Regions from separate parts of the Rattus norvegicus genome. Here region 2 is linked to region 1. A link is a contact called in public Hi-C data. All regions are on one chromosome and are shown on one strand. The core of a region is the stretch at or near the end of the contact, and the rest is flanking DNA. Distances in the headings are between cores, read along the strand shown.

The links. Hi-C and Micro-C count contacts between places; a contact is called where the count stands out from the background.
Region 2: a contact with region 1 is called in a Hi-C map of liver, with 5 times the contacts expected there. The contact joins the enhancer-like site here to the promoter of LOC102555687 in region 1. A contact is called at or near these places in 4 of 12 Hi-C or Micro-C datasets (the A7r5 cell line, Schwann cells, kidney and 1 more).

What each region holds. Positions count from the first base shown.
Region 1 is chr9:118,345,232-118,347,931 of GRCr8, forward strand. It overlaps LOC102555687, which reads left to right and starts at 1,339. Exons shown (of 5, transcript XR_357340.5): 1 at 1,339-1,551; 2 at 2,386-2,469. Myl12a (myosin light chain 12A) reads right to left here and starts at 1,046. Exons shown (of 4, transcript NM_001135017.1): 1 at 935-1,046.
Region 2 is chr9:118,410,763-118,413,462 of GRCr8, forward strand. Myom1 (myomesin 1) reads left to right here. Exons shown (of 37, transcript NM_001191584.1): 11 at 2,521-2,700. Among named protein-coding and RNA genes, the nearest start is that of Myom1, 45 kb to the left of the region's middle. Within about 2 kb of position 1,414, at least 1 of the 93 cell types and tissues checked has an H3K27ac peak or open chromatin away from gene starts, as enhancers often do. A contact at or near this core is called in liver, where this site is marked.

The sequences.
Region 1 (2,700 bases), core at 89-2,588:
ACAGTGTGGTAGCATCTAGGTATGGCTTGCTTTGAAATCCAGATCAAATCAATGCACTTTTTTACAAGACGAGATGGGGGAGGGCGATAAACTCAGTTTTTTAAAGTGTATTTTCAAGCTGTTATTTCAGTTTCAAGGAAAACCACGTTTTTACTTCTTAGGCACACTTCCGGTTGAGAGTCAGCTTGGATTTTCCTAGACAGCCACACCCAAGAGTTCTGAGCACCTTTAAAAAAGTCATTAGTTGCCAGGATTGACTAATGAACCACGCTTCACTTTTGAAGACAAAAAATGCTTTTCTAATTAATCCTCATCAAAAGCCATCCAGAAAAAAGAAAATACCAGCAACTTTAGTGGAGATTCACTTTCGTCACCCTTTGACACAAGTTTTGCACTAAAGAAGTTAAAATCTTAAAAGATCCCTAAAGATCTTATATATTTACATCCCTACTGACTCTTAATATCAGGCAAACAAAACTTCAATCTCCTCTCTGTTCAAATAGCACTTTTAAAAGTTCTACTTAGAGGGGCGCGCGCTGAGCTGCAAAGACAGGGCCGAGGGCGGCTGTGCTACGGTTTTATCCACAACTCTCTCGGTTCCCGCAAGTTTACGTTAGCAACTCAACAGAGCTCCGGAGTCAGCTCTGTGGGGCTCTGGTTTCGCGGGCAGGCAATGGTCCAAGGCGCACCGCGCTGGCGAGCTAAGCAACATTTCCCAAGATCCAAGTTTGGGAAGCAGAGCGACGTCTGCGCCCGGGCTGCCCCGGCTCCCCGGCCCGTTGCTCCACGCCCCGCTCTCCCCGGGCTCGCGGAGACACACCTGCCCAGGTGCGCTCCCCAGCCGCGGCTCCCGGCGGCCCCCACGTTCACCGCCGCCCGGCGAGGACACCTCCTGGGGCCGGGCCACGCCCGCTCGGCGGCCAGCACCACTCACCCTGCTCAGCCGCGAGAACCAAGAGTGAGCGTCTCTGCGAAGCTTTGCCGCCGCCCTCACAAACTTTCTAACTTTCCAGCCGCCCAAGAACGGCCACTTCCGGCCTCCGCTCGCAAACCGGAAGGAAGCCTGGCGGCCATTCTCCGCCGCCTCTATGGGCCAGCCCTGACGGGAGGGGGACCTCAGGGAAGGTGTCAGAGCAGATGGCGGGCTCAGGGCGCCGATGAGAAGTACCGAACGGGGAGTTTAGGGCTGAAATGGACGTGTGGAGGACCTCTCGGTCTAATTACTGACTCTTCGTCTTTCTCGCGTCTCCGTTTGAACTGTGATTCTGCTTCCTCCCCCCTCTTCGGCAGATGGTTGCGCCTGTCCTGGAGCTCTCCTCTGCCCGCATTCCAGAGCGTGGAGATAGGCGGGGAACCCCGTCTAAGTCCATTTAGGGAAATTGAGGAGAGAAGTGCCGCGGGTCTCACGTGACTAGCCTTGGCCCCGCTCCCCAGCCCGGCGCCCCCGCTCGGCTGGAGTGCGCCTGCGCGGGAAACTAGTGTGAATCAGCCTGTGGGTCAGCGCCTCAGTGTCTGGGCGGCGCGGAAGGGAGTGTGCGAGCAACTCGAAAAGTATGAAAAGGAATTTTAAAATAGCTCCTCACTTTTCCCACGCGGGACGGAATACTAAAGTTTCAGGGCCGCGCTGCCTCTTTGGCCCACATAGAGTTCATGAATTCAGTTTTGATTGTTCCGCTCCCTCTTGCAAAACGTTCTCTGGAACTTTCTTCCAGAGTCCCCTTTTACCCTGATGGTGACTCCTGCCTGCCCCACCTACCGCTCCAGGGTGAATGATGTAATTGGAATAAAGTGCTGGACCTATTTACTCGCCGGGTCTTCTTGCGTGGCTCAGCTGCTAACAATAGTTCCTCTTTAAAGGAAGAGGGGTCACAATCCTGGCGAGACAATAAGGATATGTGTTAAATATCCCTAAGATCAGTTGTTTCCTTCAAGAAGCATTCGTCTCATTAATTAGTGATGCGGTTTAAAGTTAATTCAGAGGCAAGGCCAATGAGAGAAAAAAATACCGTAATCCTATAGATGGCAGAAACAAAGTTTCCCTCCCTTCTTTGATATTCACTTGGAGTGGTAACTAAAAATACAAGTAACTAAGTACTTCACCTCCAGCTCCCTAAGCTAAGGTCTTTAAGAGAGGGTTCTGGGTTGTCAAGGACTTAAGAAGCCCAACATGACTTCTAGGGAAGATTGGGGATACAGCCGTGACAGTACAAACTCAGAGGTCTGAGCAGTCAGAAACAGAGGTGGCTTCTGAGGCAATGAGGCTTCTGCAGTGCATGCACCTCCACAAGGATATGGTCTGCCCTACTGGAAAGCTCCCTGTCCGGAAGGGGAACACCAAACCGCATTCTGTGGACGAGGAAATGAGCAGCTTCTGTTCCGTCTCAGGTCTCAGCTGGAAAACAGTATCTTGTCGCTTTCCTAGGAGTTGCCGATGTATCCTTACCAAATTAATCAATAGGTTTTAAACTGGTAAGTACTGTGGAGGGGCTATGGTTTGCTCGACATAAATGAACAGTTGTTTCCTCGGGATTGGGTTGTGGGTTGAAAGAGAAAGGGCAGAGAATTACAGGGAACAAAAATGAATAGATTACAGAAGAGCAAATAAACCTACCTGGAAGCTAGGAAGATGTTACAGAGGCAGATTGCCCTGATTCTAGGGGTTAATAGAGGGAGGGAGGGAGAGACAGAGAGAGACAGACA
Region 2 (2,700 bases), core at 164-2,663, 66 kb after region 1:
CTTTTGACAAATGTGGAGGCTTAACAAACTCCTTTTTATTGTCAGTTTCTGCTTTGTTGTCTTTGACAAATAGCTGAGGGATCTGCAGACTTTATGGAAGACAGGAAAATCCACGCATGCTGTTCTTCTCTTGCCCTGGTCATTATAAATGAGCACAGCATGGCTAATACCTACTGATGGCTAAACACTGTTCTAAACACTTCATGTATTTACCACTAATCCATAACCATCCTGGACAGGCCTTGCTATTGCAGGTAGGAAAGAAAGAGCTGGCTCAAGCCACATGCCAGCCAAGAAATGTTAGCTTGCCTAAGGCCACACATAGGAAGCCCAGAGCTAGAATTCAAATACAGCTCAACTGTAGGTCAGTGCTCTTTCTGCTCCAACGCGCTGTAGAAGCTTCTAGAGAAGATGCCCTCCACCTTTTTTTTTTTTTTTTTGCACAAATGAAGGTTAAGAAGCACATTCTAGTGTCACGGAGTCATGTTGGCAGTGCCTGAACAGACAGACAGACCTTGGGAGACACAGATAGAACTGCTATAGTTCCCTCGGCTCCCTGCCATTCCCCACACACAGCAACTCCCCAAACCCTGCAAAGCAGACATTTAGGGAGACACGAATTGCAAATACATTTTATAGAAACTTACATAATGTTAAAGGCAACCGTCATTATCCACATCAAAGAATGTAAAAGATAGTGAGGAAGGGAAGACCTCCCCTCCTCCAACCATCTCCCAGGTTTTTTGGCCCTGCCCTCCCATGAGAACTAGATGGGAATTGTATACGTTCTGAACATAGTGTCATATTGGGGATGCATTTCAAGCTAAAGCATTGTGTACGACTTGTAAAAAAAAACAAGGAGTTGCTGTATCACAATGCTGCACAATTCGCTCAGACATCGAGTCCCTAAAGCTGTGTAGACTGGCTTCGATATCGACATACGAACTATCGTATTATCTTCTGAGCAGTTCTCTGACTCGGGTCTTGGGTCCCAGCTGCTACAGTAGCAGGCAGCTGGAAATCAGTTTCCCCACACTCCATTTCCTGGTGGATATCATCAGCCTCATTGTTACAGAGAAAAGCATGGCTGGGCATGGTATGTGGTCCCAGTACTTAGGAGGTAGAGGCACGAGGGTTGCGAGTTCAAAACCAGCTTGGGAGAGAGGGCAGAGTAGAGGACGAGGAAAGAAAAGAAACAAAAGTGTTACAATAGGGGTTGGGGATTTAGCTCAGTGGTAGAGCACTTGCCTAGCAAGCACAAGGCCCTGGGTTCGGTCCCTAGCTCCGAAAAAAAAGGAAAGAAAAAAAAAGTGTTACAATAACCTCCTGACCCTTGTACTCACACAGAACATAGCGATCACCAAGTAAGAAAACAACAAGCGGCTTTCCAAACTGCAGTGCAAATAGCTTTTCATTCTGTTTCGTTTGGTCGGTTCACATTTTGGAGAGTCTCCCTGTTTAGCCTAGACTAGCCTCAGAGTCATGATCCTTTTACCTCAGGTTCCCAAATGCTGGGATTACAGGTGTGCAGCACCATGCCCAGCTGTACACTTAGCTTTTTAGGTCCCAAATTATCCCACAGCAGTTCTGCTTTTAAAAGAAAATGCCTAAAGAAGACAGAGAAATTACTAGCAGTGACATTAAAGGTGTCAGTGGGGGCAGGGATGAGGGATCCTTTTCCTAAACCTCTTCTGCATAAAGATTCTGGAGAGCCAGCTCAGTGGTTAAAGCACTGGCTGCTCTTCAGAAGACCTGGGTTCAATTCCCACCACCCACATGGCAACTCACAACTGTCTGCAACTCCAGTTCCAAGGGATCCAACATCTGTCCTTGGCAGGCACCAGGGCATAAGTGGTGCACAGGCACTTATACGGGCAAAACACCCATACACATTAAAAAATTAAATAAAAAGGATTCTGGACATCTGATGGTTTTCTTACCCCCATCCCTCACTTCTCTTCTTGAAACACAGTTTAGAAAGGTCTGAGGGTCTGTTCTTCATGTTAAAAAATGACAAGTTGCTGGCTGGTAAGATGTCATAGTGAGTAAAGGTGGATGGGTACCCATATCCCACATGACAGAGGAAGAAAAAACTCCTTCAAGTTGTCCATTGACTTCCACATGCACTTTGGGGCACTTGTGTACACAAACACACATAGAGTCACATACCACACTCACACACAGACATATACACAGACACACATACATGAACAGACATACATATTATAAACACACACACACTCACACACACTAATACACACAGACACACACACAGATACATACATACACACACTTGCACACACACACACACAAATACTTGAGATTTTTAAAAGAAAAATTTAAAATGACACATATTGAACTTGAGAGGAACTGAGTGTTTGAAGTCTAAGCTGAGAAGCCATGCAGGAGTTCCAGGTTTTGACACAGGTCAGATCTGACGTGACAGGGTGGACTCGTGCCTTGGCCCTCTTCACTTAACCTTAGTCCTCGTAAGATTCTGCTAATCCCTCTCTCCCTCAGGTGTGAGGTGGGCACAGACACCTGGTCTCAGTGCAACGACACGCCTGTGAAGTTTGCTCGGTTTCCAGTCACTGGTTTGATAGAAGGTCGTTCCTACATATTCCGAGTCCGTGCTGTGAATAAAACTGGAATAGGCTTGCCATCTCGAGTTTCTGAGCCCGTGGCTGCTCTGGACCCAGC